6 separate regions of the Mus musculus genome follow, and regions 2, 3, 4, 5 and 6 are each linked to region 1. Evidence: chromatin contacts called from public HiChIP or PLAC-seq and promoter capture Hi-C data. All regions are on one chromosome and are shown on one strand. Each heading gives the region's core, a stretch centred on a gene start, on an enhancer-like site or on the middle of the called end of the contact. The rest is flanking DNA. Distances are from core to core; before and after follow the strand shown. Region 1 holds the start of Dnaja2 (DnaJ heat shock protein family (Hsp40) member A2). Region 2 has its middle 70 kb from the start of Abcc12. Region 3 holds the start of Farsa (phenylalanyl-tRNA synthetase, alpha subunit). Region 4 has its middle 120 kb from the start of Abcc12. Region 5 holds the start of Hook2 (hook microtubule tethering protein 2). Region 6 has its middle 90 kb from the start of Abcc12.

Region 1 (4,888 bases), core at 181-2,680:
TTGGATTCTTATCAGGGTGGTATTCTTTGGCTAACTTTCGGTATGCCTTCAAAAAAGATTTTGGATAAGAGTTATACACAGCAAACAATTTAAGATATTCACTTTTCTGAGAAGCAATGTTCTAAAGTTACAGCCTTCCAAAAAATGTCACTTATTATTTAACGTTTTCCACTTCAATAGTATTTACTAATAATATACCCAAAGTTACTGAAGAAAAATACAAATAAAACAACAAAGAAGATACTGAAACATTTTTTCTTTCTTTTTTTACAAACTATTATCAAATGTCTTTGATGGCCAGTAGCCAGACCAAGGAGACCACAATAACCAAACAAATTTTAGATTGAGTGACTACGTTTTACAGAAACTCAAGCACTACTACAAATTAAGCATAGGATACTTCTACCAAGTATCTCTCCCCATGCTGGCTGGCTCCTCTGCCTGCCCTCTAACAGGACACCCAGGAGGTCCTAAGTGATGTTTTACTCGCACACGGTCGGCTAACTGGGGTCTTAGGTGGTGGTGAAACTACATACTTTCAATTAAGCGATGTGGTTAAGCACCATGTAAGTCCTCACACAGACTCATGAATTATATAACACAGCCTACCATTTCCGGTAGGGTAACAGGAAGTCTTTTTCTTTGGACTTTACCAGTCCCAGTACTTACGGGACATTCTTATTTTTCTCAGTTTACAAATGCGGATTGGATCCCGACAGCCAGAGAAGATGCTGACTTTATTAATACCCCAAGTCCCGAGATGATTTGGAACTACTACAAAGGACAACAATAAGACGTGTCTTATTTTTAGGGAGTGCACGCTCAGGTGTTTGGCTGGGGCACACGACTCATCCCCGAAGCGGCCACGGGGTATTTAGATCTCCAGCCCACAGAACAATGCTTCCAAACAGACCCACGCCGCTCCAGCTGCCGGGCGAGCGAGGCTGAGGGAGGAGCCTGCTCAGCGCCGGGGGCTGCGGCCCTCAGCCCCACACCGGCGCCGGCGGTCAGCTCCTCCCCGGCCCGGCGGCGCGAGCACCGCGGTCCGACCTGTTTTTCCGGGTGGCCCCGGGCGCCGAGCTGGCGGGCCGCGTCTGCGCAGGGCCGGGCGGGCGGAGGCCCAAGGTCAGCCGAGCCGACTGCGCCCCCGCCGCCGCCGCGCCTCAGCCCGGCTCAGGCCGCCCAGACCGCGCAGGCCCCGCGCCCTCGCCCCGCCCGCCGGCCGGCTCGCTCCAGTACCTTCTTCAGCTCGTTCTCGCTAGCGCCGGGAGGGACGCCCAGGATGTCGTACAGCTTCGTGTCGGCCACGTTCGCCATGGCGGCCTGCCGGGCAGCACTCGCAAGCAGGCGGCGGAGCGGAAGGAGCGCGACCCGGACCACGAGCGGCGGCGGCGCAGGCCGAGGAGACGGCGCGGGGAGGCAGGCGGGGCTGAACTTTGACCCGGCGCAGCGCCATGACGTCGCCACAAGGCCCCGCCTCCGGGGCCGGGCGGGGCGGGGTTGGGCGGTGGGCGCCCGAGAGCGGCTGGTGGGGCCCTTTCCTGTCGCCGCTCCGTGACGCGCGAGCGACCGCGGAGTGGAGGGGAGCGGTGTGCGGCGTTCATAAAGAACTCTCGGTGCGGCTGAGGCCTGAGGGAAAGAAGCCGGCGTGGAATCCTCACGGGGTGGTCCCCCCGGGGCCACGGTGAAAAACAGCACGTGGGTGTGAGTGTGTGAGGTTCCCAAATAGCGAGTTACGCCCGTGATGTGATTTCATCAACACCTTCACTAACTCATTTCATCTCCTTAACTTCCCCCTCAGCACCTCTGCGTAGGGGAAACAATTTCATTCATAAATACTCAGATTTATACCTAGCAGACGAGGTTTTAAAGGCATAGCCATCCTGTCACATCGGAGGAAAGGACAAATCTTTTTTACACATTCCCAGTTGGTTTCGGGGCATCCAGATAAACCAAAGTCACCCTGTTCCACCGGGATCATGTGTTCAAGTGTCTCACTTGACAGCTTTAAAATTAGCTAACGCCAAAGGTTTGGTTGGCATAAGACAGTATGGCAGCGTGCCGGCACTTGGTGGCTGTCAGTCGAGTTTCGTTTTGCTTTAGCTTGAAAGATTTCTGTGCTTTACCACATTCCAGAATGTATAGCTTGCCTTCCAACTGGTTTTCCGATAGTAAAACACTTCTGGTCAGTTGAAAACCTGAACTGGGAAACAATTGCTCATTGGCCATAAGTCTGTCAGTGGAGGTGATACACCTTTCTTGTTATTCTTCTTGACCGAGTTTTGGAGGTCCTTCACTGCCGTGCTAAGACTTCTGAAATTTAACCTGAACGCTCAGAAGAGTCTCATGAGAAGTTAGATGCTCCTTCTGCTATTCAAAATGCCCCTTAACCTGTAGTGTTTTCCTTAATTCATAACCTGGTGAACCTTCCTGTCTTATTTGATGTTCGTTTTCCTGATAAGTATGATTTATGACATGAATGCTGTTCTCACATGTGAGTCAAAATTCTTTAATAGAATATAGCTTATCTATCTGGTTTCCAGGACTTATTTGGAGGTTTCTAGCAGGGGACCACAGCTATTTTATACCCTTTTGCCAAAGATTAGCCTCTCTTCTTGATCAAATACCCAGTTTCAGGAAGGGACATACAAAGAAGAAGAGGGAACACTCACCCACACACCCAGATCAGCCAAAATAACCCTGGGGCAGATGTTGAAGTCAGATCATCCTTCTTCTGACTTTGAATTTTACAAAGACCCCTAATCATTCAAGAGTGTAAGTCCTGAAATTAGATTGTATAAGCTGGGAGCTTGGCTCTGCCTTCTTTTAACAGTAAGCTTGGCTCTGCAATGTATTTTCTGAGGTTACTTCCTCAGTGCAAGATGCTATTTATTTTTAATGGTATTTATGGTCTGGGGATGAGGCTTAGCTGGTAGAATGCTTGAGTAGAATACACTAAGGCCCTGGGTTCAGCCTCTAGAAAAAAGAGAAGAAAAGATAGAAAAAAACAAAGGGGGAACTTTGATTCAACTACTCTAATTTTTTATTTAGGCTGCTCTTTGGCTTTGTAATAAATCAATGAATGAATTGGCTTTTTGAGGCCCTGATTCAATCCCCATAACTGCAGAAATGCATTGTGGCAGCTCACACCTGTAATCCCAGTGCCTGGGATGTGGAGACAGAATAGGAGTAAAAGCAATGGTGTGTTAGCTTTATTGTTGGCCTACTTACCTACAGGCTTTTTATACTACCTTTATTCATTGGATAGCTGGCTTCCCTGAACGTCCTCAGTTCCTCTCTTCTGGGATTAATGCTCCTCAGTAGCTTCGCATGGTCTTACATGTTTGATAATTAGTTCCATTTCTCTATCCCCTTTTCAGTCAGTTTCTGCTGCACAGGAAAGGAAGTACCCTGTGTAGTTACTTTTTGTATCTTGTTTCTGTCCATGAACTGTTGAAAAGAGCAGGATTCCCCTGTTGGTCTCACTTTCAGTTTAGTTTTTTTTTTTTTCTTTTTGTTTTCTTGTAAGGGGGAAAAAAATCTCCACTTGATTAAGTTTTAGCTTGTGATATCCTGGAAATTCCCTCAGCCCTGTTATTTTACTTATTACTTGCCTTTAAACTATTTTTGTATTTATTTATTTATAATATTTTGTTCATTTCTGAATTGTAATTGTAGTCAGCACTTAGCTAATTTTGTAGGGCCACAAGTTATTTCAGAATAGCTCTGTGCGTCATCTGACACATGTTGTCATTCCTGACATCATGAGCCTGAGTTAAGCCTGTGTCTGTGTGAGCATTGTGGCACCTCGGACATTTTCTGAGTTTTTGAGATACTTCATTTGTTTTAGCTCTGTTATGTAGCTAATGCCAGGATGGAGGAAACATCTGCATCTCATTTCATATCGAAGGATCATAAAATGCTGAGTCACAGTGCATCTGAGGTCTGTTCTCATTAGGCAAACAATTTAGTTTGAGGATAAAGTGGTTTCAGATTTCTTCCAAGCTTATACTGTTGTTCAGTTTCTTCATTTTTGATTCAGTATGTCTGATTGAGAGCTATTGGGTTGGGATAAAGGAGATTGATAGGGACTAGGGAAGGAGTGTATGAAATACATTATTATATTCTGTAGGCCATTCCTATTCACAGGTAATTAAATGGAGAAATGAGCAGCTGATTATTTCAGACAATCCTTTATGTGTCATTCAGGCTACTCAGAAAGTAGTTTTGCTTTCTGCCTTTAACTAGCACTTGATTTATTCTCTCTCTCTCTCTCTCTCTCTCTTTCTTTCTTTCTTTCTTTCTTTCTTAACTTTAAAAAATATTTTTTCAAGGTTAACCGTTTGGTATTGGATAACAAGTTGCTTTTCTCTTCCCTAAGGGAGACTGTTTCTCCCATTCTCAGCATTCCTCACTTGCCTGTAGTTCTTTGTGTAGGGTTGAGGCCTTAAGGACTTTCCTCCATCCACGACACCCTATTTTGTTTCTTTGGGTTTTTTTTTTCTGTCTTTTTTGTTTTTTAAAATTTATTTATTTAATGTATGTGAGTACACTGTCTCTGTCTTCAGTCACAGCAGAAGAGGGCATTGGATCCCATTAAAGATGGTTGTGATCCACCGTGTTGTTGCTGGGAATTGAACTCAGGACCTCTGGAAGAGCAGTCAGTACTCTTAACTTCTGAGCCATCTCTCCAGCCCATAAACTCTTTTTAAAGAAAACTCCAAACAATGAAAAGATTCAGGTTAGAAATTATTCGGACTGATGGAGTAATAGTAGCATTGGTGAAGAATGGTTATATTCGGGGTATATTTTGAACTTCAGGTGGAAATGAGGACGAGGCAGAAATAAATACTCACTTAATTTACTAATCTAGCCATGTTGTGGCTCA
Region 2 (4,942 bases), core at 164-2,663, 940 kb after region 1:
ATTGAGGAGGTGCCCTTGAAGGATCCTGTGGGTCAGTGATTTCTTTCTGTCTACCTTTTTTGTTGTTGTTTCTTCCAAACCATTAAGTAAACAATTTTGCTCTGTCATACCATCCCCAGCCAAGACCTGCCATTGCTGTGCCAGCAGCTCAAAGCAACAAAGCCATGAACTGGAAGCTCCAAGGTTATAAGCCAAGGTAAACATGTTCTCTCTGTTAATTGATTGCCTGTGGCATTTTGTTGTATTGATGAAAAGCTAACACAACTGCCAATAAGAAAGGTACTATCTTTCAAGAGAGGCAGGAATCCCAAAGTACCAAGTTACACATTCTGGCTTTCTTCACTGCACTTTCTTCTGTGTTGGCCTCATCTTTAGACAGGTTGTGTCCCTGTGACATTAAAAGTGGCATCTTGAATCTTAAAGCTTCTAAAAGTCTAAGTTTTCCACTATCCAAAGGGGATAATTCATTTTCCCTACTTAGTGCCAGCTAAGGTCTGTTTTTGACAGATAGCTCAGCTTAGGCCATATGTCCAACCCAACTTTCCATGATGCCACAGAGATATGACATTCTAATTGGCCTGGTTTAGATCTCAGGCCCACTCTGCAGAAAGTTGGTAGTGTCAGCAACCCAACTTCAAGCCTGAGGATGGCAGTAATCATCTCCAAGGTCCTAGAAACTTGGAAATGGTGAGTGTGAGTTGGAGCTCAGATTTCTTTGACAGTCCTCTCCCCATGAGAGGTCAGAGTTCCCAGAAATACATTTGATATTTATATGCTCATAATTTATCAAAAAGATCTTCTTGGATCAGGGGTGGGATTTGGATATATCAGGGCACTGAATGACAAGGAAGAAGAAGATGAAAATTCTAGAAAGAAAATAGTTTCAGTGAAGTATTCCAGGGCTAATTAGCCAAAACCCACAGAGGAGTCTAAAGTGGAAATCACACTTCACAATTATCCCCAAACTCAGAAGCCAAACCAGTCTGCTGGAGGTGTCCTGCCAGAACAGGAGTGTTTAGGCTTGCTGCCTCCCCTTGGCTTTGGGCAATCTATCAGGCCCCTAGGAAGAACTGAACGTTCCCAACTGTAGGGAGCAGGAGTGCACTGAAGCACACTACAGTGGAAGAGAGGAACGGAGGGCCATTCGCAGTGTTTGCTGCAATCATCAAGTCCATGCCTTCTGCTCCATCCCATGCCCTGCTGCCCAGTCTAGACAAAGCTATGTTGTCTCTGCCCAGAATGAGGACACTTGGCTCTACAATCCCTACATTAGAAAAGCTGAGGAGTTTAATGAGGATCGTAGTGCCATTATGACCACTTCAAATAATCCGTTGGGTTGCCAAGCCAAATGCACTCTCAGTGTAGAGCGGCCTGTTGTTTCCTAACGATCCTGCTATGCAGATGATCTTTGACTCAGTCATTGCAGAATCAAAGCAGGAAACCATTTAAATGGCTGCATGCCTCAGAGGGGAATTGACTCTCCTGTCTTTCTACCACAAACAAGTCAAGAGTGTCTTGCTCCACAGGGGTGACATGCACCATTAAAGACTGGCAAGTGCAATTCTGATGTCTCCGTTATCAGGTTCCCAAGACTTCTCCAACGCGTCTCTCAACCAGGCACAGGCTTTTCCAGCCCTCATCATTACAAGGATGCTACTCCTTTCCAGCATCCTCTGGGCCTTCTGTCCTTCGATGTTGTCTCTGATTATTTATTTAGAGTGCTAGGAATCAAACACATGACCTTGTGCACCCTACACAAGCCCTCTGCTGCTGAACTACTGTGGGACTGTGAAAGGCAGCCTGTTTTCTGGTCCAGTGAGACTTACTCCGGAGACCCAGTAGAAACTCTACAAGGGACAGAACCGTGAGCCATGCTCCCAGACAGACATAGGTGCCTAACACCACAGAGCCCCCAACTCCATAATCCTGTGACTATAAGTCACACAGTCAATGTCCCAAGCTACTGGCATTCTGGCTAAACTCCACCCTCACAGTTATCTGACAATAGCCAGATAACTAGCCTCCTTCCCACAGCTACCTTGCAACTGCAAGATAGCCCAGCCTACTATAAAAGGGGCTGCTTGGCCCCTCCTCTCTCTCTTAAGCTCTCACCTCTCTTATTCTCATCTCTAGCTCTCTTTCTCCACCTCCCTTTCCCCCCTCTCCATGTAGCCATGGCCAGCTTCTCTCCTTCTACCTTCTCTCTTTCTCTCTGCCTTTCTACAGTAAAGCTCTAAAACCATAGACTGTCTCTGCTCATAAAGACTCGCTGTGTTGGGACAACAGAGCGGGCTTTCCTCTAAAGAGCTGTATCTAACCTCCTGCTGGGAGGCCTTCCTGCGCTCTAATCATGGACTGTGCCCCCTCTCCCCCTGCCCTCTTCTCCCTTCGGCTTGAGGGCGAACTGCCCCACAAAGCCCCCACTTCATTCTCAACTTTTCTGTGACATCCAGTGATGTCTGGGATGTCTAAGATGGAGAAGTGGCCACCTCTGGCCTCCATGAGGCCCAGAGACCCCAGATTGGTCCCTTTCTTCTTCCTTGGACTGGGGTTCCGTGGCTTCCCACAGCCAGACACCCACCCAGGCCACGTAGAGAGCTTGTGGCAGTCCCCCGAGTCTGCCTGCCCAAAGCACCGGAAATCTGGCAGGATGCGGATTTGCTCCCACCCCCTTTATTTCCCATGACCACTGCCCAACAAACTACATCTCTAGTCTCGGACCTCCTTTTAACAATGAAGACAAGAGGCAGGATCAGAAAAACAAATGATCAAGCACAATACTACCTGAGTGAATGAATAATGAATGCTTGAAATAAGTAAATCAATAAATTCACCATCAAGCTTTAACCATCCTCTAGCAATTTGCTATGTGTTCATTGACACCTGAAAGTCATTTATTTAATATGATAGATTCCCTAGAGAGGAGAGTGTTTTGTTTTGTTTTGTTTGGTTTGGTTTGTTTTTTGGTTTGGTTTGGTTTGGTTTGGTTTGGTTTGGTTTGGTTTGGTTTGGTTTGGTTTCTCCCTTCTAGAGAGCAGTCTGAGACAGACTGCGTGGAAACAACAGTAAGCTGGAAGCTAGGATCCTCCTTCTCCCAGCCAGTCTTTGAATGAATTTGGGACAGTTTCCAGGTTAGAGAACCATCTCCTAACTAAGAAAAGTGGGACTGGCATATCATCTTTTCAAAGGAAAAAAAAGAATCATCGATCCCTCCATGCGGTTGTTGTTTTGTGTTGGTTAGTTGTTGGTTTGTTTGGGCTTTCTCATTGGTATATCATTCTATATCCTGGGATAGCCCCAAATTCGTGGTCCCGCTCCCTCGGCTTCCAGAATGCTGAGATTACAGGCCTGCACCAGCATGCCTGGTGGTCATGAGCTGTTTTTAAAACTTAATCATAGCCCTCCCAGGTGCTTTGCCCACAGCTAATAATTACAGTTTGTATTTGAATTGACACCATGAGAATGTTCGCTCAAGAATGCTGCATGCAATTTCACTTTAAAAGAAATGCAAAGTCAATAGTAGACCTGGGGGATTGGGAGGCGGACAATGTGCATTGCTGCTACTCATCAGGGAAACACAAGTCAAAATCATGGCTTCACTGACCTCTGGTCAGGATAGCCTGGGAAAGAGGAAATTCTGATGCAAACACAGCTAAGTGAACCTTCAAGACACTATGCTAACTGAAATAAGTCAGGTGCAATAGGACAAACATTGTATGATTCTGCTTATGTGAGCAACTAGACTTCGCGTTCATAGGGACAAGAAGTACACAACAGCCAAGTAAGGGTACCTATGTTTCCTATAGCTATAACTAAATGCCAGAAAGTGAGCAATTTATAAAGAATAAATGTTTATTCCGTTTATAAGTCAGTCAGGAAGGCCAGAATCAAGGGGGAGATCAATTAGCGGTTTCCTTGTTGATAGAAACCTTGTGGTAATCTATCAAAGAGCAGAGCCTTCCTAGCCTGGTTCCCTCTAAAGGGCCTGCCTCTTAAAATGGAAGCGTGGGATTAAATTTTAACATGATACTGGGTACCAGCTTTCAGAGCACGGCCTGAAAAGGGGACATTTAATGGGGGGTCAGGATTGCAGTATGGGAAGATTGAAAGGCTCTGAACATGTCTGCAAAACAAAATAAATTTAGTGCTGCTGAGCTGAGTACCTAAAATGATTGAAGTTCTGCATATTTCATAAGAACAATTTATAGACTATTCAAGAAATCGGTGGGCATGCTTCTAGACAGATGGAGGAGCCTGAAAGATCTAGATGTCCATGGGGCATAGGGTCACCACCAACCTGTCCATGTCTTGTGTTAAGATGGCAGAGGCTGGTTTGACTTGGCCCCTTCATGCTGTCCCCACCAGAGCTCTTCATCAGGAGCTGTGAGCATGCACGTGGTGACATCATGCGGGCCACTCTGTGGAGAGCAGCATTTATTTGAAGATCTTAGTGTTCCATTTAGCTTCACCCAGAGGTGACCTTCCGCACGGAGCCAAAAGAAAAGTGATTTCTTTGATCACCCCTCTGACCCAGAGCTGACTTCTTGCATTTTTCAATTCATTTTAAATCGTGCTATACTGGTCCACATGATTCCAACTCCTAGCAAAGAACAGCTCACAGCTTTACTGATGATCCTGGGCCAACTTCAGAACTGTGGTCCTCACTTGAACGGGAGAAAATCTGATCTTGGTCTTTCTGACCAGGAGCATTTGGGAGGGCAGAGCAGGGAATTTGGTGGCACGAAGATTTGGGGTGAGCTGTGAACTGATGTTAAAATGAGCCCCCTTTGGGCCATAACAAAGTTGGAAGAAGCCAGATTTAACTACAGAGGAGGGGCTATGTTTCCCTTTTCCTCTGGTCACGCTCAGCAAAGTCCAAGGAGGGACTTCTGGAGTCCCCTGCATTACTTATGATCCTTGGAGCTGCATGAAGTCTAACCTG
Region 3 (4,310 bases), core at 1,734-4,233, 700 kb before region 1:
AGGCGTGCGCCACCACGCCCGGCTTTTCCCCAGACTTCTTAAGGAGGTACAGGAAAAGGAACATACAGGGCAGACGACAGGAAAGAACCATGGCAGGTAGAAGTGGAGACAGCTGTTTCACATAGCAGAGAGGATGAGAAAGGCCACCATTAGGCAAAAGAGCCCCATGGCCTCTGAGAGGGCAAAGCCCAGAATCGCATAGGAGAAGAGTTGTTGCTTCAGAGAAGGGTTCCTGGCATAGCCAATGATGAGACTCCCCAGAACAGTCCCAATCCCTGCCCCAGAGCCAGCCACCCCAACTATCGCAGCCCCAGCTCCAATGAACTTGGCAGCTGTGTCGATGTCCCTTGAAATGGTGCTGACTTGGAAACTGCAGCTAGGGATAAGTGAAGTCAGAGGCCGCCGGACCGCCAAGCTGCTAAGGTTCTCATCTGTAGGCATCTGTGGTCGCTTCAACTCCACTGCTGACAGCAGACGACTCAGCAGCTGAGAGAGAGGTGCTCCTGATCAGGGAGTGGGTAGAGACGAACTTGGAGCAGGCGTACATTTTCAGGGGTGAGGGGCCAAGGCAGGAGGGCTGCTCCCAGGGCAGAGAAGACAGAGACCTGCCAGTTGTTTTTTAACCCCCACATTGAGTCACAGGATCACATATGGATGAGATCCAAGGTTTGTTTTGGTTTTTTGTTTGGAAGTTTTGTTGGTTGGTTGGTTGGTTGGTTTTTGGTTTCTTGAGACAGGGTTTCTCTGTGTAGCCCTGGGTATCCTGGAACTTGCTCTGTAGACCAGGCTGGACTTGAACTTGGAGATCTGTCTGTCTCTGTCTTGTGAGTGCTGGGATTAAAAGTGTATGCCCCACACTACCTAATCCACCTTCCTCCCTCCCAGCCCCCCAGCTATGACAGTTTGTAAAAAGTGTCAATGTGATATTATTACATTGATCTCCTGAGAGCACAGAGAAGCCGGAGGGTTTATGATTTTTCTGGTTGTATCAATCACTCCCTGTAGGCTGACATTCTTGCCTCTGAGCCTCATTTTTTTTCAATATATAAGTCTTTTATTCTCCTAAAAGAGCCCAAATTGTACTTGTGATCAGGATCTTGTTTCTGGAGTCAGGAAACTGAGAGCTCCTCACCCCTTCTCAGACACAGAGATGCCATCCTAAAACTGTTGTGGCTTGCTGAATCAGAGTGGCTGAATCAGAAACATGTTCAATGTCATTTCCTTCAAGGATTAACTCATCCTTCTGGGCTTGAGAGAGAGAACAAGCAACACCTGGCCTCATCCAAACCCTGCAGATGGGTTTTTCACCCAAGAAATTTCGGATTTCAACCAATGATGTTCATAGGGAAATGAACATATACAGACCTCATCTTCTAACAGAAGCCCAGTGTAACACACCCTTGATAGTGTTCTGAACATGACTGCAGATGGTTCTGATAGTGGCCAGGTCCTTTCTGTTACCCCACCATTTGTCAACCCGGAGCCTTTTCTTTGTCTTTCCAAGAAGACTCAGCTCCACATTGATGTGATTGAAGTCCCTCCACAGAGTCCCCCTGGGGCCACTTCACAATGACTGTGCACCCCTTCAGAGTGATGTCGACATTTTCTGGAATGTCGACAGTCTGATTGCTGAGAATGGTCTTCATTCTCGCAGTAGATGGGGCAAAGAGAGTTGAGCCTCATTTTTTAATGATTTATTTAATATATATACACTGTAGCTGTTTTCAGACACACCAGAAGAGGGCATCCGATCTCATTACAGATGGTTGTGAGCCACCACATGGTTGCTGGGATTTGAACTCAGGACTTGTGGAGGAATAGTCAATGCTCTTAAGTACTGAGCCATCTCTCTAACTCCAAGCCTCATTTTTTCTCTTGTAAAGTAGAAGAGATTTATATAGTATCTACATTATGAATTTTAGGGAGAACTTAAAATCCCTGAAGTACTCCATGCAGGTCAGCAGGCTTTGTGACTGTCTTAAGTGAATCCCTCCTCCCTAAACATATATGGTTCCCTACCCAGATTCCTTTTGAAAATGTAAAAAAAGTTAACATCTGTAGAGTGGGGCCCTGGAAAGATGGCTCAGCTCTTAAGAGCGCTTGTTAAATATTAAGTATTAAGCTGTTAAGTTCTCTTGCATAGGACCATAGTTCAATTCCCAGAATCCACTTGATGGTTCACAAACTTCCAAAGCTTCAGTTCCATGTGATCTGATGGCCATCTTCTGACCTCTGAGGCCACCATGCACACATATGGTGCATAGACATATATACAGACAAAAACCTCACACATAAAAATAAAGTGAATAAATCTAAAACAACAAAAACATCAATAGAATGGTCATGCCTGAAGCCCACCACTCAGTGCCACCTTCTCTCTAGGTAAGAGAGATTTTTAAAAAAATTTTTTTTTTGGTTTTTCGAGATAGGGTTTCTCTGTGTAACCCTGGCTGTCCTGGAACTCACTCTGTAGACCAGGCTGGCCTCGAACTCAGAAATCTGCCTGCCTCTGCCTCCCAAGTGCTGGGATCAAAGGCACGCACCACCACTGCCCGGCTGAGAATTCTTGAAGGATGGCAGTGATCTGAGCCTGCTAGTGGTGGCTGGATGAAAATTATTGGGGGAAACCAATAGAATTTCAGTCAAGCCTTAGAGTGATTGTCTGTAATCCTAGCACTTGGGAGAAGTAGGCAGGAGATGAGGAGGTCAAGTCTAGCCTCTGCTAAAGAAGACCTGTTTCAAGATATAAAACAAAAATCCCAAAAGAAAACTACTTTTGCCCTTCAAGTCATCAAATTGACTTCACTAGTTAACTAAAAGCCACTGGGGTCAAACTACATGCAGCATCCTGAATCCCTTAAGTACATTTGAGGCTCATTTGCCACACTTAAGATGGCGACGACCAGCTTCCAAGTCGCCCTTTGCGCCACACTAAAAATGGCAACGCACGCGCTATCGCGACTTCCGGTTCCAGTTCCGGTCCCCTAGTCAGGTCCGGCGGCCTGCACACGCCAAGCACGCTGGGAGTAGCCATGGCGGATAATCCCGTTTTGGAGCTGTTGCTGCGGCGGCTGGAGGTAGCTGATGGCGGTCTGGACAGCGCGGAGTTGGCTACGCAGCTGGGTGTGGAGCACCAGGCGGTGGTGGGCGCAGTGAAGAGCCTTCAAGCTCTGGGTGAGGTGAGTCCAGGCGTGCCGCGGCTCGGCCTCGCTTTCATACCGGCAGCCCCATTATTTCTGGTGAAGGGACATTACGTGCTGGTGCACCGTGGGGTGCGCTGGTGGGAAGTCTGGAACAGTTTTCGTTTCTCAAGTGACTAATGTCTGTTAAGGCGAAAACATGGCACATGTAGGGGTGTGACAAGACGAGTCGCTTCCCGGAAAGGGGTTGCAATCTAATGGGGAAACACAAATGACCAGAGTGATATGAAGGCTCAGAGAACTAGCTGTGACAGTTGACTTAGCGTTGCGGGACAGAGAGCCGGGATCAGGTACAGATGGAAACTGACTCGAGGCCAATGGAGGAAAACGATGGCATCCAAGACATCAGTGGCAGGGCATTGGTGTGGGATTATAGGCCGCAGAGACCATCAGGGCAGAATTAAATGGTTCTGTAAGGTTCCTGTTTTCCCCTTTTATCTCCATGTTAGGGCCTTCTGCTGCTAGTCAAAAGCTACACCCTAAAAATATGGTTGCTATCTGGACCAGGCTGGCCTCCAATTTACCAAGATCCATGTGTCTTCAGAGAGCTGGGATAAAAGGCTTATGCCACCAATACTCACCCTCTTAGAGTTATTGTTTTTTATGTATATATGTGTGCCTGCCTAAGTTATGTGCACCACAAGCTGGAGGAAACCAGAAGAGGGTGGGAACTTAAGTCATAGATGGCTGTGAGCTTCCATGTAGGTGCTGGGACTTGAACCTGGTTCCTCTGCAGGAGCTATTGCTCTTAAACCACTGAAGCACCTCTCCACCACACTTTGTACTTTTTTCTTTTTAAAAATTTTTTGTAGGTTTTTACTGTCTTTGTTCAGTTTTTCAGGCTGGGTCTCCTTACATAGCCCTGGATATGCTGTAAGCCACTATGTAGGCCAGTCCAGCCTCAGATTCACAGAGATCCACCTGCCTCCGCCTCTCGAATGCTGGGATACTTTTTAACCTTGAAACAGGCCCTCACTGTCCAGTCTGGCCTTGAACTCACTGTGTATGAGTTCACGAGCTTTCCTTACCTCAGGTTCCCAACAGCTAAGATTACACGATTTTACCACCATGCACAGCCTGCTTTGTGTGTCTTTATCTCAGGAGAAGAAT
Region 4 (4,471 bases), core at 1,408-3,907, 890 kb after region 1:
GGTGTGAAGAAACCGGCCATAACACACGGGCTGTCTGACCCGCAGCCCATAGGACTCCTGCCTATACTTAGGTCAAGTCTTCTCTGGAACTCTCCTGACAAACCTGCCTCACTAAGCAATCACGTTTTTCAAGTCCATCAAGCTGATAAAGAAAACTGACTATTACAGACCCAAATACTGTAATTCCTTGCATCCACACATGTGTGTGCATGTGCGCGTGTGGGTGCTTGAAGGTGCACATTGTGCCCAGGCATGTGAAGCCCAGCCTTTTATGTTGCTCCTCAGAAGCCATCTGCCTTGATTTTTGCGACAGTGTCTCTCACTGGAACTGAAGACTCAGAAACCAGGCAAGGCTAGCTGGTCAGAGAGCTAAGACCCACCTGCCTCCCAGTGCTGAGGTGGAGTGCTCCCAGTACTGAGGTGGAGTGCTCCCACTTGCCATGTGTTTTTATGGGAGTGGAACTCAAGATCATATTAAGTAATGTGAGTTAGACCATAGAGGTAAGTCTCATATGTGTTCTCTCCTATGTGGAGCCAGATTTAAAGGACATGAAAGAAAAGGGGACCTCCTGGGATGTGGAAAGATACGGAGAAATGGGGAGGGGGTTGCAGAAGAGCAGGGGAGAGAGCATGAACCAAGTGTATTGCACATGTACCCAGAAATGTCACAGTGAGGTAAGGCAAGACCCCTAGGCACCTCTTAGTGAGGAGACCCTCATGTTAAGTACTTCTAGATTATGGCATGAAGTGGGTCTGTATGTCCAGTGTGGAGTAATGTCCACGATTTGTAAAGTTTTGAATAGCAAATGCACCCAGCCAGTCAGTTGGCACTCAATAAATACAGCAGGCTGACCCCCGTCCTGGGAATATGAGAGTATGCAAGACGTCTTTGTTCTCATGCAGCCTACATTTGACATAAGAGGGGTAAGCTAAATGCTTTTCTTCCCCAAACGTTTTTTGGTCCTAGAGTTTATCGTAACAGAAAGCAAAGGACAGCAAAGGTGTGGGCAAGGGAGGCGTTCACCTCCTCCAACATAGATTTCTATGCTAGTTTAATTATTTCTAGAGTGAAAATTTATCACTTTGTAATTTCTGTACAAGGAACAGAGAAAACAAAATAAATGCACTGTGTGTGTGCTTGGGCACGAACCACCCATAAAGAGTAAGGTTGGGAGGAGAGAGGCGGGAGGTGGGAGGGAATCCATTCGGCAGATGGATGCTCTCCCAAACTGCTAGGAGAAGCAGCTGAGGGTTTTGGGTTTTTTGTTTTTGTTTGTTTTTGTTTTGTTGAATTCTTTAAGTGTGACCTTCTCTGAGTGAAGTTGTTTTAAATGTGCCTCTCTGAGTCTGGGTTCAATGAAACAAAAACCATTTGGTATGTCTGATTTACTCTGAGATAGGACCCTAGCTCCCAGAGCTAAAAGGGACACCCCTCAAAACGTGGTCATCTTGTTCTGTCTCCTGTCCCTACTCTTTCCAGGCACTGGGCAGCCTGTGTCCCTTGCATGTCATGTTAGTTGTATGGCTGAAAACAAAGGTCTTTTTTTTTTGGAGGGGGGAGACATGAATGAATAAATATCTATTACCCATAGAAAGTACACCAACGATGGAGTAAAGGAACTACTCTGTCCAATTCTGCCTGGTAAGCCCATGAGGTAAAGGGTTATCCACAGGGGCTCGGGTGATTTAAAGAATCTACGTGTCTGAAAAGCTTACCCCCAAATAAGTGAAAAGCTACATTCTTAAAGCACCCTGCACAATGTGCTGGCAGCCGGCCCCAATTCTGTTCTCCCTGCCATTTGGGGTGCCCTGTTTTGGAGATCTAATCACAACCTGTGTTACTGGGAATCCCCTAGAGATGACCACTCAGCAAAGTTTACAGCCAGTTGCAAGTCTTTATTCCAGCCACGTGAGGCTACGTTCAGGTGTTCAAGACCCAAGCATAGGGCCAAGGGTTTCGATCAAGGGACTTTGAAAGGCAAAATCCACATCCTGGTATCTTGACTGGCAGTTGGAGGGCAAGGTTTGCACAGGCATTCAGTTTAACAGAAACTAAGATAAGTTAGCTGGGGGCATCTTGACCTCAGAGTCCTAGAATGGAGTAGGCTAATTTCCCACAGGATTCTCCATCAAGGAGAATAAATTCGAGTTAAATCTAAAATGGCCTCAGCAAAAATACAAGATGGAGAAACATCTGTACTGTCTCTCCCTGTCACAATGGGAAGGGTCCTTGTGAATCTTGTAATTTTTTGAGCCTTGTAAGTGTCCCTAGCTTCCTGCATCTTCTCTGCCTCCATCCCGTGGAGGGAGGAAATGCTTCCATTTTCAGAAATAGCAATAGAACAGTGGTCAAGGGCTGACTTACGAGTTGCATTTCTTGGGAGTGATGGAACCTGGGCAACACCCTTCATCTCTCTGTGCTTTATTTTATCATATAAAATGAGGAGGAGGAGGATGATGATAGCCATGGGCAGGATGTCACAAGTTAATGCATGAGGACACAGCCAGACTTCTGTGTTATCCTTACAGGGGTTACTCCTGCTTCCCGCCAGTGCAAGAAATGCAGATTCTCTCTGGCTCTTTCTATGTGGCCCCAGTGGTTTAGAGTCACACAAATCTGCAGCAAATCTGCACTTGGAGGGAAGAATCTCAGACCCAAGGGGGATTAGTCATCCAACATTCCCTTCTTTCTCCTGGCCAGTGGAACCACAGAGGCCAGACAGCTCAAAACTGAGCCGCTGTGACTTAGTGGGGGTAGAGACAATGGGCGGCATGCCCAGGTACGTCCAGCCCCTGTATCTGTGTTGCACACTATGTCAGGAGAGCAGAGGATACTTGGCTTGGTAACCTTAGCAAGGGCAGCCTGTCTGTGAAGGCTGAGCTTTATAGAGTACACCCTGTTGTGTTTGACCAATGCTGTTAAATGACCCAGTCACTAGTGTGGTGAAATGCAGATTCTCAGATGTTGCATGTATTTTCATCATGAGTTGTGCAGTTTTTAACCTCCCCCTCTTTCCCCATCTTTTTCTTCCTCCTCTTTAAGCAGGACTCATTATGTAGCCCAGACTGGCCTCAAATTCACAATGATCAGATTTCAGTCTCCCAAGGGGTGGGATTAAAGGTATGCACCAACATAATTAGTTATTTTTCTTCTGACTAGATAGTAATTTGGGACATCTGAGTCTCCATATCACTCATCCAGTCTCCCCTGGCTAACACCCTACACAACTGCAGTACGATAATCAAAACTACAAAACCAGCATCGACCAATACCTTCAGCTGCAGGAAAAAGAGAGACATGGATGGAGGGGCAAATGGAAGTGCCTAGATCACCATACAGCCTAACTGTGTCCCCAGTCTTCTGGTGCTTACTCACCTCCCCTTCCCCTCCCCTGCACCTTTACCAGTCTCTGAAACAGTCGTATTCATATATATTTGTTTATCATTGCCTCCCTTCCTAAGTACTCTGTAGATTCCATGATGAAGGGACATGAACCCACTTATTAACCCTAAATCATTAATAGTCTCCAAGACATAGTAGGTGTTTAATAAATACTGTGAATCAATGAAAACTAAGTTAGTATTCAGAGGCCAAACTATGTGTTGGTCTCCTGGAAATCACGTGGTTTTCTCCTTTCAGATTGTTTGTGGCTGGGGTAACTGTGCTGCCCCGATGCCTTCTTCTGCCATGTCTGTGTCCCTAGTTCCCATCAGCCCACCCAAGCTGACCGCAGAGGGAATGTGTCTTCTACTTGAGTTCCTGCCATCTCTACTCACTCCCGGCCCTGACACCCAGTCACCCAACCTCTCCTAGCACCACCCTGAGCAGCCTCTAGCAGGCCTGACCTTTATGTCCTCCTATTCCTCTCCTTCCCCCCTCCCACCCCTCCTTCTTCTTTTCCTCCTCCTCCTCCGAGGCATATGCTAATAATCTTATCACGTGTACTGTCCAATGGAGTAGCCATTCTGGTCCCACTGGCTAAGCACCTGAAATGTGGCCAATCTGAATGGATATACTTTGGATAGAAATGACACATCTGACTTTAAAGAATTATTCTTTAAAAAAGTAACAGTTGACTGTTTTCTGGAATAATAATATTTTGAATGCATTCAATTAAATAAATAAAGGGTACTCAAATTAAAGTCTCCGTGTTTTGCTTCTCAAACTCTCAAGTACGCATGTGCCCCTCCTCATAATCTCCCCTATCTGCCTTTCTGTAGACAAACTTTTTCTAGAATTTCTCTTTCTGGTGTGAGCTGGCACACAGTAGGTGATCAACAAATTCCTGCAAACAAAGGAACTGTTGAGAAGGGAACCTGTGAATATTGTCCTAACTCTTCACTTTCCTCCCAGCAAGAATCAGGGTTTTCAGAAGATAAGGGACAAAGAGCCCTTGGACCGAGAGTGTGGACGTCAGGAGCACCAAAGGATGTCTGCTGTCCCGGGAGGCTAACACCCAACTGGCGTTGT
Region 5 (4,631 bases), core at 1,851-4,350, 560 kb before region 1:
TTTTTTCAAGTTTCTTTTTCAGATTCATTTTTTTAATGTGTATGAGTGTTGGCCTACATGCATGTATGTGCCTGGTGCAAATATGTCATATCTCCTGGTACTGAAGCTATGGATGGTTGTGAGCCACCATGTGGATCCTGGGAATCCAATTGGGTCCTCTGCAAGAGCAACAAGTGACCTCATCCGCTGAACAACCACTCCAGCCCCTACACTCGTCTTCTAAGATTATGTATTATGCAGATTGATGCCTTGAACTTCCTGACAGCCATCAAATCACACACATACACTCAGCTGAACAAACTCCAGGATCCCAAGACACAAGTGGAGGCTAACCCAATCATAGACCCACCACCTCGCACCTACGCAGATAGGATCACATTTCCCTTGGACTTAGATACTCAGTGTTGAGAGGTGGGAACAGGATAGGAGCTCCAGCAGAACTGCAGTAACCAGGTACGGGAAGATTATCAGAGTCCCCAAGCCAATGGAACATGGAATTCACAGAGAATTTTGCATACTAATGGGGGTGGGTGGGTACTGGCCTCTGGTGTGGAACCCAGGGTCCCCATCCCAGCTGTGATGACTGGATCAACATCCAGATGTGCAGGCTGAAGGGGATGGGCTGGGGTCCAGCTGTGGCCTTAGGGAGGGGTTGAGTCACTCACTTCCCAGCAGTACAACTCAGGCTGGGTCCAGCTGTTCCTGGAAACATGTTCGAGGTGGGGTCCCCAAACCAGCTAGAGGCTTCCAAACTTGCAGAGCAGGGATTCTAGGTTCCTATAAATGGGGGCCTTCGGATCTCTGCAAACTTGGAGGTTCCCTACACCTAAAATGGGTTGGCATCCTTCTAAATGCAAGGTCCCTCTCAAAGGAAGGATTTGTGGCTCTTTTTGCAGAATTAAATGCACTTATATCCAGAGCATTGCTCCTTGGTTGTAAAAAGAGATTGCCTTGTTGCCAACACCAAAGCTTTCTTTTCTTCCCCCTAAAAGATGGGACTCTTGCTGACCCTGTGGAAGATTATAACTTCTTCCCCATCAGAGAGTGAAGTATCTTCACTATTTGTTTCCTTATGTGTTTATTTATTTTGAAATAGGGTCTCTCTAATGTGGTCCTTGCTATCATGAAACTCAATATGTAGGCCAAGCTGGCCTCAGGCTCATGGCAGGCCACCCGCCTCTGCCTCTGGAGTGCTGCTATTAAAGGCAGGAGCACCGTCATACTCAGCTCCTAAGCTTCATTTAAATCTTTTTGTTTTGGGTTTTTGGTTTTTTTGTTTGTTTGTTTGTTTTTTTTTGAGACAGGGTCTGTGTGTAGCCCTGGATGTCCTGGAATTCTCTCTGTAGATCAGGCTGGCCTCAAACTCAGAGATCTGCCTGCCTCTGCCTCCCAGTTTCATTTAAATCTTGACTTCTTGAACATCTGGACACCTGTGATATCACACCAACGCTGGGACACCTTAAGTCACTTCCCAGACCTGGATTCTCAGATTTCTCCTAAACTTCAAAATCCCTGCAATGCAACCTTCACCCTAAATTTTTGTGTCCCAGAATGTCACACATTCTTTTAACAATCATGGTTCCTGGTAACAGTGTGTTTGTGTGTAGGACAGCACAGCTTTGTTTCCACTGTGGGGCATCAACTCTGGTGGATGTGGGATGGGGGAGCCAGTTGGCAGGCCCCATGCCCAGTCCAGTCTGGAAGCACACTCCCTTCTATACCTTTCCACAGGGTCTCAGGGACTGGAATCAGGAAAACAAGGCGTGAGGGTCTGTGGAAGTGTGAATCAGCCTCCAAGGCTCTCTGGTGTGTGCAGCTGAGAGTTTGAGTGGGTTGCAACCGAGTGTCTGTAGTAGATTAACAACTCTAGTAAGATAGAGGGCGGGTGGCTGATGTCGCTGGGCTCACCCAACCAGGACAGGGTCGCTGGACTGGATCCCGGCTCATTGCCTGGATGGAAGCAGAACATTATCCCCCTCCGAACTGAACCCGCCCCAAAGCAGAGCCGGCTCCACTCCTCCCTCTGGGCACATTTAATAGCCTCTAATTACAGCACATTACCCCACCCGCCAGAGAGGGGAGGGGCTACTAGTGGACCCAGGGGTCAAAGGGCGTGGTCTGGGCTTTACCCCTGGCGTCAAAGCCCGTGTACTTTGTAGCCGCTGTTTACTCATTTGCAAAGCGGCGGATTAAAAAAAAATTAAATAAAAAAATTAAATAATACAGTTTCTAAAATTAAGAAACAAAACCTGGGAATTAAAGTAGCCCTTGTCTCCTAGGGTCGTGGAAAACATTCAATTGTCTGTAGATATATAGCTTATTGTAAAGTCTGAAAACAGTAAGCACTCCACAAATGATGTCTTGAGACTTTATTGTCAAAAAATTCTAAGCTCTCTGCGCTCCCCTAAACCGGCTCAACCGGTGGACGCACCCTTTTCCCAGAAGGATGCGTTCCTACGTTCTGCGCGCCCCCTGGTGGGCTTCAGATCACCCGCAGCTTTGGCCAGGTCGAGTGTTTTTTAGGGCAGGAAGGTGCTCAAAGCACCCGGGGCCGGGAAGGAGCAGAGTAGCTCGCAGGAAAGAGACCCCGGGCTGGGCAAGTGCTATGTCCTTTACTCAGGACATACTTGACCCTTCCTGCTCCCAACCATACCCGAGTTTTCAGAAGGACTCCAGCCAGAATCACTTCTCTGGGGAAGACGCTTTTAAGATCCTCTCACTCCACGACTACAGGATTTATAATTATTCTCTGCGCCCACATTAAGAAAGGCTCAGATCATAACGCGGCTAAACCGGAGGATTTCTTTCAGCTTTGGGGGGGAACCATTAAAGTGCCTGTGAAACTGGGTGCGGTAGATCCGCCTTAAAAGGATCTTGAGGACCACTCCACTACATAAAGAGAAGCCGCGAGGAGTGGAGGTCACCAGCAGCAGGACTGAGCCAGACTGACACCTAGCGGCAGAATGTGCACTTGCCTATGTCCCGCATCTAAGATGGCGAGGCAAGTGTTTGCAATGGGAGATCACGTGTCTGGGGCGGAGCCTATGGCTAGGGGGCGGGGTGGAGCGGGGCGGCGCTCTAGGCCGAGCGGGAGGTCTGGGCTTCGGGCGCTCGCTGGTGGCGGACCCGGAGGCTGCTGCTGCGTGCCGGGGCTCCTTGGCCCGGATCGAATTCGATCCGGAGCCATGAGTGTGGACAAGGCCGAGCTATGCGGGTCTCTGCTCACCTGGGTAGGTCGGGGGGCGGGGCTGGGTCAGGTGTGCGCCCTCTCCTCTCGTCCTGTCTTGGTCTTCTTTCCTCGGTTTTGGACCTGGAAGGAGGAATAGATCGTAGGCTTGCTGGGCCGTTGGACTCTGACCTGACCACCTGCGTCTGTCACGTGGGCAGGCCTGAGCGAAAAGACCAGGTGAGGCCACGCCCCTCTGGAGGGCACAGGCCTGGTCACATGTTAGCAGTGGGGACCAGGTGACTGGTGGTAACGCCCTGACCTAGGTTTGCAGGGTTTGCCAGGATAGGTAAAATGAAGCCACGCCCCGTCCTTGCCTAGGCGTGTAGAAGTCACGCCCCCGAAGATGTGATATGTTGGTGCTACAGGCTAATGCCTTTCTAACCCCGTGAAATGTCTGATGGCTGGGGAAAAAGTCTGCAATTCCAGGTCCTCAATTTTCCTGTTGCCCTTCCGTCTTCCCCCTTTAGTTGCAGACGTTCCAAGTTTCACCCCCCTGTGCCAGTCCCCAGGACCTGAGCAGCGGACTCGCCATAGCCCATGTGCTGAATCAGATGTGAGTGTGGCGGCTGAGTGGGAGGATCCTGAAGGGCTCCCCAGCCTGCTCATCCCATCTTTCTGCCCCTAGAGACCCTTCCTGGTTCAACAACGAATGGCTCCAGGGCATCTCAGAGGACTCAAGCCCCAGCTGGAGGTTGAAGGTGACAGGTGGACTCATGACTAGGGAATAACTAGAGGACTTAAGGAGGTGAAGGCAAAGGGAAAGCTAGATACATGTCCTGTGCGATGGACAGGCAGTCTTGTCAGGAAGAGAGCCAGATGTCTGGTGATCAGCAAGCTATTTTTGTTTATATTGAGCACCCACAATAGGACAAAAAAACTTGCCACCATTCTTATGATGTGGGCAAAAGCACACACACAACACATGTTAACTTCCAAGAGGTGTGCTGGCAAATGCTTGTAATCCCAGCTATGGTGGTGTGTTAATACAGGAGGGTGGTAAACCATCCATCATCCCGTCTCAAAACCTTTAAAAGGCCAGGGATATAGTTGGCAAAAGAGAATTTGCTCACCCTACACAAGGTCCTGAGTTCAATCCCAAGTAGCAGGGTATGCTGGGTGGGGGGTGGGAGGGGGGATGGGCAGGGGTAGCCAGACCATGTGGCACACATGGAGTCCCAGTACTTAGCAAGCCAGAGGATCAGGACATCAAGGTTATCTTGGGTGGCTACACAGTAAGTTAGAACTCATTCTGAGCCACATGACACACTGCTTCAAGAAACAAAACTGGGCTGGAAGAATGGCTTGGTGGTTAAAAATGGATACTGTTCTTCCAGAGGAACTTACTGCTTCTCCAGAGAGGACGCACAGACATCAAACAGCTCTCAACCACCTGCAACTGCTC
Region 6 (4,354 bases), core at 223-2,722, 920 kb after region 1:
ACAAGGATCTAGGAACTATAGTTCCAAGTTATTTATCTTCTCCTGTAGAGTTTTCTGCTCCTAGGGGAGAACCAAAGACAGTGTGGGCAAAAGTCCTGCCTGGATTTTGCCTCACAAAAATCACAGACCCACCGAAGGACCGTAAAGGGCTAAATTGTAGGTGCGCCCAAAGTATATACTGAAGTCATTGGCCCAGGGACCCTGTAATTAATGCTGCTCCTTTGGAATCCATTTTCAACCAGAAAGAGTGATTTTGGTTTGGTTTGGTTTGGTTTGGTTTGGTTTGGTTTGGTTTGGTTTGGATTTTTTGTTTTTAGGTCTTTTCAGAATGCAAAGATCTCATTTGATAAGCACTGGTGTATGTCCTTCGTGATGAATTGATCATTCTAAGTAAATACTGCCCAAGATGTGAATGACAATAAGAATACTGTGGCCGCTCAGCAACATGGGGAAATCAGACTTCAGCAGGGACCCATTTTCCACTGCCATGTCTTTAAATCACAGGGAATAAAGAAAGCCTTGCATGTTGAATCCACTGTTGCCCCATCCAGGTTCTATTTCCTGATATATTAAATAGCTCCAATTTACAAGTTTTCTTGCTTTCCTAGCTATTCTTAACCATGCTTTCAAAACCCCTCAACTCTTCCCTAGTTCCCCATCCAAATCTCCATCCTGCTTTTCCAAAGAGAGCTTCCAGAGTAGTACTGAACTGGAACAACACTTCCTGCATACAATAGGTACTAAATGAATGCTCAGATAGGTTACACAAGTCCTTTATCTTAATCTTAGCCTGATGGAGAACTACAGAATCAGAAACATACTGACCACGCCTAGCCCCCAACTCTCCTTTGCTCTCTCCCATGCTTGTTACGCAAAAGTCATCACTCAGAATCAGTTTCCCATCGGCATCCTTGGAAAAGTCCCCTCAAAGGAAGAATCCCCCTGAGTCGTGGTTTAGAGATGAAGCACAGAGAACAGCTTGCATCAGCTACACACAGCCGCCTGTACCTACCAACACAAGGCCAATAGGTCAGACTGGGGAGACATTCTGATGGAGCCTCGGTGGCAGGGCCACTGCGGAGGAAGGAAGCCACGGTCTGCCAAATGAGGTGTGGAGCCAAGTACATTACCTAGATCCTAAATCACACAATTAGTCATGAAATAATCTTTGCTTTGTCTTTCTCTCTTCCTCTCTTTGTAAGCAGCTCTGCCTTGGACTCTATACCCCTGACCACAGCAGCCTCTAGTGGCAGCAAGCTGGAGCACACAAGACAGCAAAGGACCCCAGGAGGAAGACTTTGCAGGGTCTGAGGTTAGCAAACATACTGTTATTGCTATGTTCATACCAACATTGTGAAAACGGAGAGGCCTAGGGTTCCCTGTGGTGGGGACGTTGAGTAAGGGGTTAGTAAGAGAGAGAATCTGAGCCTCCCAGCCATTGGTTCAGATGCAAGAAACGGCAGCCAGGCCCTGAGTAGAGTCGTATCCAGAAGAATGAGCTGTCAGAGAGGAGGTGGACCACCAGGCTTCACCCAAGGGCTTATGCCTCTGATTTTCCACATGCCCTCACAAATATCTGACAGCTGCCAAAGTAAGACAAATGTGACAGCATCCTTGACCAAACAGAGAAATTTTCTCTTCCCAGGGAATGACTTAAAAACCTCAGACTCATCGACTGGATGACAGCTGAAGGAACTTTTCCCAGAGAAATCACAACCACAAAAGCACATTGGAAACATTCTAGCAGAGCTTCAGGATATTCATCTCAGCATTGGATGGATGCTGAGCCTGAATCTCACAGGGAGCCTGTCATAGCTTTAGCCGTCAGCTTGACACAAACCTGGAGCCACAGGGGAGAGGGAATCTTAACTGAACGCTTGCCTATGGGCTTGTCTGTGGAACACTGTCTTGATTGATGATGTAGGAGGGCCCACTATGGGTGGTACCATCCCTAGGCAGCTATGAAAGAAAGCTGAAAGTAAGCCTGGGAACAAGCCACTAAGCAGCATCCCTCTATGCTTTCTGCTTAGTTACTGCCTACAAGCTCCTGCCATGAGCTCATGTCCTGACTTTCCTCAGTAATAGACTTTTAAAATGAAGTGCAAGTTGAAATAAATAAACCCTTTCCTTCCCAAGCTATTTTGGCCAATGTTTTATCACAGTAACAAAGAGCAAATGAGAACAGAGTCCACTTTGACAAATCCTTCTGTCCCCCCCACCCCCACCCCCTAGCTCTCCTCTGACACCTAGGGAGCAGTCAGAAATACCAATCTTCCCTGGGCTGGGCAGGAAATGAACTTGTGGACACCTGTGTGAGCTGAGGCCATTCTGGTAACACCCTCACTAACCCATTGTTATAGCAAAATACCTAAGAGTAGAAAATTTTATAAAGGAAATGCATTTCTTTCCTACAGTTCTTGAAGGTGTAAACTCAAGGTTGAAGGCCTGGGCATGGGTATGAATCTGCAGAGTCCTGAGGCAGCTGATAGCATTTACTCAGTGTCTGGGTTAGATCCATACTGCTGTAATAAAGATCACAGCCATAAGCAACTTGGTGAGGTAAAGAGCTGTTAACAAAGAGGGGGAAAGAGAAAGACAAAGCAAAGATTATTTCATGACTAATTTTGTGATTTAGGGTTTGGGTAATGAACTTGGCCCCCTGGCCTTATTTGGCAGTCTGTGGCTCCCTCCTTTCACAGTGGCCCTGCCACAGTGCCTCCATCAGAAAGTCTCCCTAATTCTTGCCACAGCTATTGGCTGTCAGATCTTTATTACAACCAATCAGCAGCAAGACAACCTCTGAGCATTTCTAGATTGCCTTTAGGCAGGTGAGGACGGATGAATATTTACGAAATAGGAAATCCGGTGACGTCATAGAAACGACAAGCCCAAAATCCTACCAGCACTGAGCTCTGTGCTGGTACAGAATTAACAATGGAAAATATAGAGCTGTAGCTTCATACAAAGAAAAAAAGATCAACCCGAGCTTCGGAAGACATTTGCCTCTCCCCAGACACACGGTGAAGCACACTTCAGCTGTTTCTACCGCCTTGCCTTTCAGCGCACCACATTCCGGATTTTGGGAACTCAGCAATGTTGCCTTGTATCCAGATCGAAAACCCTCTTCTCAGGCCTCGGGCTGTCGCTGTCCCTTTCTGAGAAATATGTCCTTCTAGAATCCTTCTGTCCTTCCATAAGTCCTTCGAGATAATTCTGTCAATGGTTCACTCTAGTCTTTATAGCAAACGAGTGCCCACAACCCCTGCCTTAATTAATTCCTGAAGCACTCAGTGAATGCTTACAGTCGACAGGTGTAGGGGCGTGGCCTCAGCTAGCATATAGGCTACTTAGTGAGTCAGTTAAAAACTTAGACAGGAAACCAGCAAAGTGAAAGCATGGCTTATCGGCAAGCATTTCAGAATTCTCAGGACAGAAGGGGCTCCAGAGTGGGGAGACCACCAACTCTAAGGTGTCTAGGGTTTTTATTTGGGTTTAGGGTCTCCTGTCTAGTGATTTCCCCTTCCTGCCCTTTTCTGTTGGTCTAGGTGTGTCTATGTACCCCTTCTGTAGCAGGGCTTAGCTCTTTAATTCTGTAATTGTTGATTGGCTGGGGTAAGAGTGGGTACCCCAAACCCCTCTGCTCTTTGTGGTGTAACAGGTAAAGAGAAACACCCCCATGAAAAGGGGGCTGGTCTAGATTTAGGAGAAATTGAAAATTACTGCTGGGGAAATAAAGCCATCAGAAAATCCTCCAACTGAGGTTTCTATGTTCCCCTTCTACCACCCTAGGGGCTCTAAGCCCCCAAGTACGGCACAAAGCTGATAGATGAAGAGCCCTGCTCTTAGGAATTTAACTCCTGGCTCTGAGATTGGCAGACTTTCTCTGTAAAGGCCCAGATAGTAAATATTGTAGTCTGTACAAGCCATATGGTCACTATAACTCTGTGGCTGTAATTCAAATAAACCCAAAGCAGCACATAAATAAATGGACATGGTGTGTGTGTGTGTGTGTGTGTGTGTGTGTACATATAGGAAGTATAGTGTGGGAGGGAAGGATCTGGCCTCCAGGAAAAAATATGTACTTTTTCTGCTGTGACTTCTAAGTTACTAGAATGAAGCTTGAAGCCACCACAGTCTCAGAGCATGCCTGAGAATACAGCCACAGGGGGGTGGAGCTTCCTGCCATCCTTAACACATTTAAAGCAGCTAGACTCAGCTGTATGACCACACGTGAGGCCACCCACCCTCACCTTATGTCTCTGGTTATCCCTAGTAAAACTTTCCTTTCCCTCTGCCTTTTTTTTTCTTTTTCTTTTTTCCCTTTTTTTTTTCTTTTTCTTTTTTCTTTTTGAGA

What was found. Promoter capture Hi-C pulls out the DNA fragments that hold promoters and counts their contacts. HiChIP or PLAC-seq counts read pairs in DNA pulled down with a chosen protein or histone mark.
Region 2: a promoter capture Hi-C map of liver shows a contact between it and region 1, with 4 times the contacts expected there. The contact joins the enhancer-like site here to the promoter of Dnaja2 in region 1. A contact is called at or near these places in 7 of 39 promoter capture datasets (the 3T3-L1 cell line, the HPC-7 cell line, frontonasal cranial neural crest and 4 more), 5 of 115 datasets of contacts at active chromatin or transcription factors (SST interneurons, embryonic forebrain, embryonic hindbrain and 2 more) and 1 of 9 other capture datasets (adipose tissue).
Region 3: a promoter capture Hi-C map of hematopoietic stem and progenitor cells shows a contact between it and region 1. The contact joins the promoter of Farsa here to the promoter of Dnaja2 in region 1. A contact is called at or near these places in 2 of 39 promoter capture datasets (hematopoietic stem and progenitor cells and pre-B cells).
Region 4: a contact with region 1 is called in an H3K27ac HiChIP or PLAC-seq map of the NIH/3T3 cell line, with 13 times the contacts expected there. The contact joins the enhancer-like site here to the promoter of Dnaja2 in region 1. A contact is called at or near these places in 7 of 39 promoter capture datasets (the 3T3-L1 cell line, the HPC-7 cell line, the SN4741 cell line and 4 more) and 3 of 115 datasets of contacts at active chromatin or transcription factors (the NIH/3T3 cell line, embryonic forebrain and forebrain).
Region 5: an H3K4me3 HiChIP or PLAC-seq map of pro-B cells shows a contact between it and region 1, with 2.6 times the contacts expected there. The contact joins the promoter of Hook2 here to the promoter of Dnaja2 in region 1. A contact is called at or near these places in 3 of 39 promoter capture datasets (3T3-L1-derived adipocytes, the C10 cell line and erythroid cells), 2 of 115 datasets of contacts at active chromatin or transcription factors (bone marrow-derived macrophages and pro-B cells) and 1 of 9 other capture datasets (adipose tissue).
Region 6: a contact with region 1 is called in an H3K4me3 HiChIP or PLAC-seq map of embryonic hindbrain, with 8 times the contacts expected there. The contact joins the enhancer-like site here to the promoter of Dnaja2 in region 1. A contact is called at or near these places in 8 of 39 promoter capture datasets (the 3T3-L1 cell line, the HPC-7 cell line, the SN4741 cell line and 5 more) and 4 of 115 datasets of contacts at active chromatin or transcription factors (the NIH/3T3 cell line, astrocytes, embryonic hindbrain and 1 more).

The regions. Positions count from the first base shown.
Region 1 is chr8:85,553,931-85,558,818 of GRCm38.p6, forward strand. It overlaps Dnaja2 (DnaJ heat shock protein family (Hsp40) member A2), which reads right to left and starts at 1,431. Exons shown (of 9, transcript NM_019794.5): 1 at 1,240-1,431; 2 at 1-46. The coding sequence starts at 1,317.
Region 2 is chr8:86,493,893-86,498,834 of GRCm38.p6, forward strand. No RefSeq gene overlaps it. Among named protein-coding and RNA genes, the nearest start is that of Abcc12, 70 kb to the right of the region's middle. Within about 2 kb of position 1,414, at least 3 of the 459 cell types and tissues checked have an H3K27ac peak or open chromatin away from gene starts, as enhancers often do. A contact at or near this core is called in liver, where this site is marked.
Region 3 is chr8:84,854,003-84,858,312 of GRCm38.p6, forward strand. It overlaps Farsa (phenylalanyl-tRNA synthetase, alpha subunit), which reads left to right and starts at 2,984. Exons shown (of 13, transcript NM_025648.3): 1 at 2,984-3,179. The coding sequence starts at 3,033. 1700122E12Rik (a long non-coding RNA gene) reads left to right here. Exons shown (of 3, transcript XR_106144.5): 3 at 1,229-2,663. It also overlaps the pseudogene Gm5911.
Region 4 is chr8:86,447,359-86,451,829 of GRCm38.p6, forward strand. No RefSeq gene overlaps it. Among named protein-coding and RNA genes, the nearest start is that of Abcc12, 120 kb to the right of the region's middle. Within about 2 kb of position 2,658, at least 28 of the 459 cell types and tissues checked have an H3K27ac peak or open chromatin away from gene starts, as enhancers often do. A contact at or near this core is called in the NIH/3T3 cell line and the SN4741 cell line, where this site is marked.
Region 5 is chr8:84,987,523-84,992,153 of GRCm38.p6, forward strand. It overlaps Hook2 (hook microtubule tethering protein 2), which reads left to right and starts at 3,101. Exons shown (of 21, transcript NM_001372357.1): 1 at 3,101-3,230; 2 at 3,697-3,782; 3 at 3,855-3,927. The coding sequence starts at 3,186.
Region 6 is chr8:86,474,784-86,479,137 of GRCm38.p6, forward strand. No RefSeq gene overlaps it. Among named protein-coding and RNA genes, the nearest start is that of Abcc12, 90 kb to the right of the region's middle. Within about 2 kb of position 1,473, at least 34 of the 459 cell types and tissues checked have an H3K27ac peak or open chromatin away from gene starts, as enhancers often do. A contact at or near this core is called in forebrain and hippocampal neurons, where this site is marked.